2 separate regions of the Zea mays genome follow, and region 2 is linked to region 1. The links are chromatin contacts, called in public Hi-C maps. All regions are on one chromosome and are shown on one strand. Each heading gives the region's core, a stretch centred on a gene start, on an enhancer-like site or on the middle of the called end of the contact. The rest is flanking DNA. Distances are from core to core; before and after follow the strand shown.

Region 1 (5,558 bases), core at 1,022-3,521:
AGTGTTTGATCACAAGAAAGAATGCGATCCAAGCGCAAGAGCTCAAATGAACACTACAAATCACTCTCTCTAGTCACTAAGGCTTTGTGTGGAGTTGGGAGAGGATTTGATCTCTTTTGGTGTGCTTTGCAATGAATGCTAGCTCTTGTATAGTGGTTGGAAGCTGAAAAACTTGGATGCAATGAATGGTGGGGTGGTTGGGGTATTTATAGCCCCAACCACCAAACATGACCGTTGGTGGAGGCTGTCTGTCGTATGGTGCACCGGACAGTCCGGTGCACACCGGACATGTCCGGTGCGCCAGCCACGTCACCAAAGCCGTTGCAATTCGACTGTTGGATTTCTGTCTTCTGGGCCCGTCTGGATGTCCGGTGCACACCGGACATGTACTGTTTAATGTCCGGTGCGCCAGTATGGGCGTGCCTGACTTCTGCGCGCTTCTGGCGCGCATTGAATGCGCCCGCAGGTGACCGTTGGCGCGAAGTAGTCGTTGCTCCGCAGTCGCACCGGACAGTCCGATGTACACCGGACATGTCCGGTGAATTATAGCGGAGCAGCCGTTCTGAATTCTCGTGGCTGCCGAGTTCCAGAGCCACGACTTTTTGGAGCATCGGACACTGTCCGGTGTACACCGGACAGTCCGGTGAATTATAGCGCGCCGGCTCTGAGAATTTCCCGAGGCTGAGGAGTTCTGGGCGAAGTCTCCTGGTGCACCGGACACTGTCCGGTGCGCAACCGGACACTGTCCGGTGCGCCAGACCAGGGAGCCTTTCGGGATGCCTTTTGCTCTCTATTTTGAATCCAACTTTGGTCTTTTTAATTGGCTTGTTGAGAACCTTTGACACCTGTATAACTTATACACTAGAGCAAACTAGTTAGTCCAATTATTTGTGTTGGGCAATTCAACCACCAAAATCATTTAGGAACTAGCTGTAAGCCTAATTCCCTTTCACATACATTGGAGGATACATATGTGCTTGCCGCTGCCATCGTTGTACCGGATCTGAAAATGGGATTGATCTGGTCGGCTGGAAGCCTTAGACCCATGAGCACTGGAGCAGCTAGGGATGTAATATGGTTCGGAAACATCCGTCCAGATCCAGATTCGAAGATGGTGAACACTTGTTCGGATGGAATTTTCGGATATCCGGACTTTTTCGGATAACAGATACGAATACGGATATTCTGATCGGATATCGAATTCGAATACAATATGTCTGATATCTATCGGATATCGAATATCCGAATATTTTCTCGGATAAATCTTCTCGGATATCCGGATATCTTATCCGGATATATGTGTGCATTTTGTTGATTTTTTAGAAAGAAATTAATAATATACAAATAGCCTCAGAACTTCATTATTTTTTGTGGAGGCATAACATATGTTCACATATAACCCTCCAAAATATTTGGACCATAAAATCCACAATATGCTAGTGTTTCTTTCATTTCACTTCCACTTGTTGCGTGAATTACACGTGAAATCACACTAAGTATCCAAGTTTGAACATAATCAATACTTCACTTTATCATTTTCATGTGGAGCTTGAGGTTATATTCTTATATAATGTTTATTAGTCTTGGTAACTTATTTACATTTTGATGATTTTATGCAAATTAAATTAATAATACGCAAATAGCTTAAAATTCACGAATTTTTAAAAAAACGCGACATATGTACACATATAATGCTAAAAATGTTTGGACTCAAGGAGTGGATACATGATTACAACTATGACCATGATATGCGTGGAACTATGTTTTACACGATATCCGATAAAAAATTCGTTACCGATAATATCCATGTCTAACTAGTTACGTATTTGACATAACTATCTGTATTTGTATCTGAGAATATTTGTACCCGAAGTTATCCGTATAAATTTTGAATCCGAATAAAAATATAAAAACAAATATGGTTTCAGTGATATACATCCGTATTCGATCGGATGGAGCAGGTGAGGGACGGAGGGAGCTGTAAACACGAGCAAAAGTGGAATAAGATGGAAATGGTCAAATAGCAACAATAGTGGCGGGGTTGCTGGCGATGGCGACCGGCTGGCACTTGGTTTGAACGGCGTGGCTGCTGGATGGCACCTACCAATCGGTGGCAACGGCGGGTGGAGGCTGGTGGTGCTACCACGCGGGCCAGCAGCCAGCGGAGGGGGTCCGACTGGGGGAGTGGCCGACTGCCAGCTGGGGGCTCCGGACATCGAGGGGCGGGGTTGCCGGCTCGGTTTTGGTTTGGTTCGACGTACGGTTCAGTTTCCGATTTTAAAGTGCCCAGTCCTAGAAACGAAGAAGCGCACGAACCCATCGTTTGACCGACCAACTGCCCAACAAACGATGGCCGGCGTGTCAGCAAGCATCCCGTGCGTGGTGCTCAACACGGGCCACGCGATGCCCGTGCTGGGCTTCGGGACCGGCTCCTCCAGCACGCCGGAGGATCTGCCGGCGACCATCCTCCACGCCGTCCGCCTTGGCTACCGCCACATCGACACGGCCTCCATGTACGGCACGGAGGGGGCGGTCGGAGCCGCCGTCTCCGACGCCGTCGCTGCGGGGGCCGTCACCTCCCGCGCTGACCTCTTCATCACCTCCAAGCTCGTGATGAAGGACGCGCATCCGGACCGCGTGCTCCCCGCGATCCGGGAGTCGCTGGCCCGCCTAGGCCTGGACTACCTCGACCTCTTCCTCGTCCACTGGCCCGTCGCCGCCGACGAGAACAACAAGCCCGTGCCGTTCGACATGGAAGGCGTCTGGCACGCCATGGAGGAGTGCCACCGCATCGGCCTTGCTAGGTCCGTCGGCGTCAGCAACTTCTCTGCGGCCAAGATGTCCCGGCTGCTCGCCTTCGCCGCCGTACCGCCGGCTGTGAACCAGGTGGAGGTGAACGTCGGCTGGCGTCAAGAGAAGGTCAGGGAGGCCTGCGCCAAGAACGGCGTCGTCGTCACCGCCTTCTCGCCGCTGGGCGCGATCGGCACGGCGTGGGGATCCAACGCCGTCATGGAAAGCGGCGCGCTGGAGGACATCGCCGCCAGGAGAGGCAAGACCATTGCTCAGGTAAGTAAAAATTTAAAAGCAAAAGGGGGAAAGATTGGATTGTCGGTTTTATATTATCGAAATATAGACCATATCCACTAAATGCATAAAAAAACTGTTTCTATATGTATAAAAAAACTGTTTCTAAGTGGATGACGGAGAAGAGAAAATGTATATAATAATAAATAAGATTTGTTCTAAAAAACTAGCTACTTAGAGTATGGTTTCTATATGTATTTCTTTTTTTCTCGAACTGCGCTTCTTTGCATTAAGAAGGAGAAAGAAGAGACCAAGATCCAAAGGAAACCAAAGTTTCTATATGTATTATCTATATATGACATGACAAGTAAAACTGTCTTATAGTTTTTGGGTTGGGACGTCGTCGTTGGATTAGGAGTGACCTAATCAATTATTTAACTCCTATGGTTTATATAAATAGTACCACAACTTAGATAAATCACTTCTTTAAAAAAAGGAAAAACGTGGGTAAACTCTTCTGTTTTATCACATGATGTAGCCCTACTGTTTATATATACACACAATAAGTGTTTCTTTGAATAATCAAGATAATTCCTTTCTTGAATTGAACATAAGCTGTTTAATTTGGGTGAACTGTTTAGGACATGGTACTGTATTCTTCCTCCTACTTTATAACTTTTTTTATTTAGAAAAAGACAAAATTGTGTTTATTGGAATAACTAAAGGGGTGTTTGGTTGCCACCTCCTAAATTTTAGTGTCACTTTTAGTTCTTAAGCTGCTAAACAATATGACTAAGTGAGGCCTCCCAAATAAAAATTATAAGGACTAAAGTCTAGGAGGGTGACTAATAAAGGAACCAAACACACCCTATGTTTTTTTAAATGTTGTAGCAATGCAGCTGTGACCTATTTATGAGCTGATCATCATCTCCATTTATATGTGTAGGTAGCGTTGAGGTGGCTTCACGAGCAAGGGGTGTGCTTTGTGGCGAGGAGCTTTAACAAGGAGAGGTTGAAGCAAAACATGGAGCTTTTCGATTGGGAGTTGAGCGTCGATGACAAGGAGAAGATCATGGGGATTCCACAGAGGAGAGCATGCCGTGCAGAGTTCTTTTTGTCACCAGACGGGCCGTACAAGACCTTGGAGGAGCTATGGGACGGGGAGATATGAGATACCATGTAGCTGTTGTATCTATTGTTTGTCGACATCGTTGTTGCTTGCTGCTGTGGGGAAATATCTTCGGAATACTCTCTGAATGAATGTGGACTAACAGTTGGTCCTGGACAATTGCCTTGCATGTCAGTATACATTTTGTTGCATTCTAGCTAGGTTGGGTGTGGTAGTACTGCTAGTGATTAAGATTATTAGGGCTTTTCTTAGATCATGTACAACCTTTAGTTTGCCAAATAATAACTTGATTTTGTGTCATTAAACCAAATATCTGGATCGATAGTGCTTGGCCTATGACGAGTACATCCCAGCTCATCATATTTCATCACATGAACAGCATTCACCATCTAAGTGATAGATTGTAATCATGAGCCACATATACAAAGTCATTGCCGAAAAGATACAAGAGAAGGCTTATTTATTCATAGCTGATGTTATCTCTGACATATTTGAGAATGTTGAACTACCTAAATATTCCACATTTATGTGTTGATAAAAGGCATGTCAAATAGACATGCAATAGGACCAGATGGCTTCAATGGACTCTATCAAAAAGTGTTTGGCCATCATGCATTATAAGCAAGATTTTGTATGACTAGTTCAAGACTTCTGCAATACTTCTATGGACATAAGCAGCCCAATTTCTTCACGTATTGCTCTAATTCCGAAGAAATCTAACTCTGAAGTTGTGGATGATTACAGATCGATCCATATGTTGAATTACTCTTAGAAGAGCATTACCAAGCTTTTTGTCATCTAGATATTTTGCAGCTGGTGCATGCAAACTAGTATCGCTTCATTAAAGGAAGTACAATACAAGACTGCCTAGCATGAGTTTTTCATTTACTTCACCTCTATCATCACTCCGAGAAGAAAGTACTAATCTGAAAATTGGCTTTGAGAAAGCTTTTGATAAATGAGACCATTAGGTATTCATAGTCAAACTCAAACGTTACATTTCGCGGACGGGAGTGAGTTGGGCCGAGACAAGGGATTTTGGCCCAGGATAGGTTTTTTTTAATTTATTCTTTTCTTTTCTATTTTATTTCAGTTTCCTATTTCAGTTTTTAATTCAAAACTAAGTTTTGAATCCCAAATTTCAAATTCATATGCACAATCAAAACTCCAGCATGGATGCTTTACTATATATTTTATATTTATCTATTTATTATCCTATTTTTGCAAATGCTTCCAGCTATATGATTTACCCATAGGTACTTTATTTTAGGGAAATAATTTCTATTGTATAGTTTATATCAAGATATGATTTACTTAAACTTCTTTAGAGAGTACTTATCGATGTATAGGTCTACAAAGGGGATAACTTAATTCACTTAGTGATCTTTTCATTTGATCTTTTATT
Region 2 (5,558 bases), core at 1,881-4,380, 160 kb after region 1:
CTCCCAGCTTTCGCGTTCTAGAGCCCCAACCCCCAAATCAACCTAGTCTAGCCCTAAACGGAACTCAAGGATAACACAGGGGAATGATTTCGCCGACCATCGCGTAGCCGAACACCCCCGACCACGACACGGGCGGCGCCCAAACGACATTCCCCGCACCAAGGCCAAATTCATGCCCAATTCGCCCACGATTAACCACGGCGCGACATTAGATAGGTAAGGTAATACAGCGAGGGTAAAGAATCGAGAGCTCACCAAACGCGGAGGTCGAATTGGCGCTAGACTTCTCACGGCGGATCAACGGGCGCGATGACGAATTCCGGCCGCCACCGGATTGATTTCCCTACTCACCAATGGCAGCAAGCAACGACTCCACGATGCCCTAGGGAATGCACCGAGTGGTTTTCCAAGGCTCGAGCACACACAATTTTTGTGGGGCGCCGGCGAGCACTCTGTTCGGCCGCCCGGCGAGGGAGATGGGTATGAAGCTGGCTCCGCGATAGAGAAAATTGACGCCGCTTTAACGAGAGGCAGGGGGATGAGGCGCCCGGGTCCTACGCCGCTCGTTTCGGGGAAAGCTGGCCTGCCACAGCTCCGGCGAGACCGCGCCAGTCAGGCGCACGGCCGGTTTCTGCGGCGGTGGACTCGCGGCGTTCCGTTGGTGAGGAAAGCGCTGACGACATGGGGCCACATCCCAGGGACATCCGAGCCCGAGCGTGCGGGGTGAAGCACTGGCAACGTGGGGCCCATGTGGAAGTGAGCGCGGTGAGCAAGAGAGGCTGGCCAGTGGTCCCCGCGACGCAGTGAAAGGGGGAACGTTGTGTGCGCTGGCGCCACTGCCCTGTGGACCCACCATGTCGGCGCCGTGGGTGAGTGGTTGGCTGCACGGATCAAAAGAGATGGTGGGCCGAATTGAGGGTTTTGGGCCCAACAGTGGGATTTTGCTTTTCCTTTTCTTTTCATCTCCCATTTTCTTTTCTTTATTTCTAAAATCAATTTGAATTCGAATTTAGTTTCAAACCTTGTGCAAATTTATTCTCAAATCATATTGTGAAATGAAAAATACCAATTTCAAAAGTATAATAACATTATTTATATTTTTTGTATCATTCCTCTTCTTCTCATTTTGGAAAACCCTATTTTTTTCAATTTAGGGTTTAATTCAATTTCTAGTAATTATTATCTTATTATCATTAGCATTATTATTTTATTTAATGCGCAAACATATAAACTCCAGCATGATGCTTTTTTTTTGGTATTATTGGTTTTAATTGATCACTCTCAATTATGTGTGCTCTTTTCTTATGATGCAAATGAGACACATAAAATTGAGGATATCTCTCTATTATTCTTGGTATACAACTTTGAGTATTACAGGTATGCTCTTCATGACCTTCGTCTGAAGATCATTATATCCTAAAGGAGATAATGTTTCGGAGGACGAAGGTCTTTAACCATTAACATTTGTGTTGCTTTGTTCTTAACTCATAGCATTTGAGAACAAGTCTCCAACAGCACCCATCGGCAGAGTGGAAACCATGCCACATAACAAACCTACGAGCCGAACCTAGAATCTTTGGGCTGATTATTTCAAAATCAACTCAAAGATTGGGGGCTTGTAGGGGACAGATATACCCCAGGTCCACTAGAAGGCAGGAAGGCCTCGCGAGAGGCTATGGGCCAATTACCTCACAAGGCCATCCCTTCGTGGGCCGGGACAGAACTGCTGGCAGAGTGGGCTGACACGAGAAAGAAGCAGACTCAGGCCCAAGCAACCCGTCAGACTCGAACGCTATCCGTATTGTCCACCCGACTTTCCCGCGTGCAGCGCCCTTGAATATCAGGGCGGATTAGGGATAAGTCGGCAAGATTGTAGGAAGTTCAGTTCAGTCGGTTCACTATTATTTAGGGTATACGTACTCATCACATACGCATGTAGTGCCCCATGGTCGAGTATATAAGGCCTAGGAGGTACCCCATCATTTCCATCAACCATCTACCTATATCACTAGCTTTTCTCCATCTTGGAGACTTCCCTTGTAGCCTACCACATAAAGATCCACACCAGGAAGTAGGATATTACGCCTCTCCAAGCGGCTCGAACCTGTAGAAAATTGCATGTCGTCTCTCGTGCATCTCGCACGAACCATTGAGTTACAGTCAACAACACCGTCCTATCCAAAAGCACCGCGAGGGGTAACCCCGGGTGTGCGGTCGGACTCTAAACACCGACAGGAGCCATCGTGGAAGTCGGTGTTCGGAGCACAAACGGTCGTCGCCAAATGTTGGCACAGAAAACCGCGAACCAAGCACTCGGGAGCAGGAAAACAGGAGGCAGGGAAAAACAATAGATCGGGAGCGCAAATGCTTTGTTAAACATGTCCTAAGCGACAGGGTAGCAGGTGAACCTAAATACAGTTATGCCCCCTGCTACTAAATATATTCCCGACATGCATTGTACAATAAGGTAATTACAATATGGTAAGTACATACTTTCCTATTACACCAGGTTTCATACCCACACAGGTCACCGACAGGTTGACCTAGATCGGAAGAACGCCGCCGCCTAAGACCATACGGTACGAGGACTAGATCTTGATGAGCCTTCGCGTGCTGAACGAAGGCCACCCCTCGGGTGAGTCCATCAGGTTGTCTACTTCATTAGAGTGAAGGGGCGAACTCGGCCCAACATTTCAACAATAGGTTAGTGTGAGAGGCAAGAGGGATCGAGGGAGCTTTCCGTCTTCGCTACAACAAATATTTAGATAAATTTTATGAAATAGGGCTCCTGGTAAAACTGTCTTATCTTGATTAGACCTATATTTTAATTTGTTTATGTGTTTAGGGCAGTTGCTCTTAACCATAGGACATTATTTTCTTTTGATTTCATAGTTTCAGTAAAACAAGGGAAATTTGGATCCATACCATTAAAAGATCACCACTTTGGATCCATACCATTACTATCTCACTTACATGTGGGTCCACATGAGTCAATGACATGTGGGGTCCATGGTATATATCTAAAGTTTGGATCTTTTAATGGTATAGATCCAATTGTTCCGTAAAACAAAGAGTACTCCATTATGGGCTGCACTGCCAAAGTTCCCGTTACATAAAACCCTCGTTGCTGCCTGTACATCCCGTACTCCCCTAGCCTGCCTCGGTGCGCCGCCGCCACACCTCCACCATGGCTGCGACCACGCCGGCCACCGACCCGCCGGATGCCTTGCTTGCAGTAACAGCTGATGCTCCCACTCCTGCTCGTCCCACCCCGGCGGAGCTGGTAGCCCGCGCCGTCGCCCCCGTCAAGCCCGCCTTCCTCTGCCCGCCTCCCGTCCGTGAGGCACCCAAGGAGGAGGGTAAAGCCGCCGGCGGCGGGGCCGTCGTAAAGGTGGAGAAGAAGTCCAAGCGCCAGCTCAAGCGCGAGCGGCAGCAGGTAACCACCGCGGTAGCGACGCAGGGTGCTTGCTCTGCTGTCTCAGCTTTCATTGGGCTCTGCTTGCTAGGTGCTTCTTGAAATGTCGGCAGATCAGTGCAATTGTTTCACGACGGCGCTATTTACGTCGTGCTGTAACTTGTGCTCAAAACCGTGCCGATTCCTGTGACTTGTGCGTCTGTGTATGCGTATCAAATTGTTACCTTGTTGCGTAGTAGGGTTTAGCAACCTGTAGTTTGAGCTCTGTTTTTCTAGAACATGCATGAGAATCACGGGTCTTTGCATTAATTAACAGAAGATGATGTTTCCACCTGTTTGAATATTATAAAAAACGACAAATATACTGGAACAACAACAACAAAGTTTTTTTTTCAATCGGTGCTATCCCTAGCTTATTGTATATATCACTCCACAGTCCACACTCGATCCTTCTTATGACCATAAATTCCAACACAATGCATTTCCGCGACACTCATTGTAGGCCAACATTCTGCAGCATTCAATATAGCAGGTCTAACCGCCATCCTATAAAACTTACTTTTTAGCTTATTGGAACATGCCGGAAGCTCTACAAATTTAGTGTAAAGAGAGGAAATAAAATCTAGAAGTCGCCCCTGGATTCATGTAGTGTTTGCTTTTTTTTTTAGAAAACAAGCTTCTACCTTCTAGGCACCTGATTTCCATAGCATGGGCCAACTGGTAGCTAGATCATGTGGCATTTCAAGGTTTCTGATTGTTATGTGAGTGGTATGTATTATGGGTGTGTTTGGTTTGACTTTTGGCTTTGGCTTTTACCCCCTAAAAGCCAAAAGCCAAACCAAAGGACTGGATCTAGGAAGCAGCTTTTTCTAAAAGCCGACTTTCTTGCAGTGCAAAACTGAAAGCACCTCTGGATCTGCTTTTAGCGGCTTTTGGATAGAACTATGAAAATATATATGAAAAAACTTTTAGCGACTTTTAGTGGTTTCCACCAAACACTTTTTAGCTTTTTAACAGCTCACAGCCCACAGTAGCTTTTCTCACAGCTCACAGCCCACATCAGCTTTTTTCACAGCCACAGCCCAACCAAACAGACCCTATATTAAATTTTGTCAAATCATAGCATGTTGAAAAGTGAAGACCATGGTTTTTTTGTTTGCAATATCTGTATTTGACATCCACACCCAATTATTGCTTGATTTAGTAATCTGGAATATTTATGTTAATCATTATTTCTGTTGGTTAGTCAGGAATTTTATATCCTACTCCTAAGGTGGAAATTGGGAATGACATTGTACTTCTCCATTTCTTTTGACACTTGTAAAATAACCATGCTTAATGGCATTGATCATGATTAGTCGGAGGACTTGGCGATTAATCGCGATTGTTCCAAACCGACTTGGATGATTAATCGCGATTGGTCCAAACCGACTTTGACGATTAATCGCGATTAATTAGACGACTTGAAAACAAGTTAATGCTGAGTTATTATTTGGGGCACATATATGTTAAGTACTCCCTCCATCCCAAAATAATTCAACTTCTAGAAAGTCAAACGATCTAAAATCTGATTGAATTTATAGATACACGCACAAATATTTACGACATCTAAGTCCATCAGATACCATGTGAAGTATAATTTAATGGTATATTTATTTGGGGTCATAGATGTTGGTACTCTTTTCTACGAAGTTGGTCAAACTCTAAATACTTTGACTTAGGACAACTCTAGAAGTTGATTTATTTGGGACAGAGGGAGTACTATTACTATTAAAACCTGCAAGTTTAGCATATGTTTCTCTTTTTATAATCATCAGTGAAATATACCTCATATTCCTGCACTTCAGAACTGTTTATTATCTTTGCATGCTTATACACCGCTTATTTTGGTGGTAGGTTGGTAGTTTTTTGTTTCCTCATTGTACCGGCAATAATATCCACTGAACTTATTATATTGCACAGGAACAAAAATCTACTTCTCACCTTTGTATCGAAGTAGGGAAAAGTGGAAATGTGGACTCATGCAAATATGGTACTTCTTGTCATTTCAGCCATGACATAAATGCTTATTTGTCTCAGGTATTCTTTTTATTTGGCTATATAAATTGTTAGTGAATTTTATAACTTATTTAATCCTAAATTG

The links. A called contact is a pair of places that touch in the nucleus more often than the background predicts.
Region 2: a contact with region 1 is called in a Hi-C map of endosperm, with 2.7 times the contacts expected there. The contact joins the promoter of LOC100279244 here to the promoter of LOC100283694 in region 1. A contact is called at or near these places in 2 of 25 Hi-C or Micro-C datasets (endosperm and leaf).

The regions. Positions count from the first base shown.
Region 1 is chr10:103,711,303-103,716,860 of Zm-B73-REFERENCE-NAM-5.0, forward strand. It overlaps LOC100283694 (NAD(P)H-dependent oxidoreductase), which reads left to right and starts at 2,272. Exons shown (of 2, transcript NM_001156595.1): 1 at 2,272-3,066; 2 at 3,971-4,640. The coding sequence starts at 2,350. The coding sequence ends at 4,195.
Region 2 is chr10:103,868,124-103,873,681 of Zm-B73-REFERENCE-NAM-5.0, forward strand. LOC100279244 reads left to right here and starts at 3,131. Exons shown (of 10, transcript NM_001152265.1): 1 at 3,131-3,436; 2 at 5,378-5,494. The coding sequence starts at 3,188.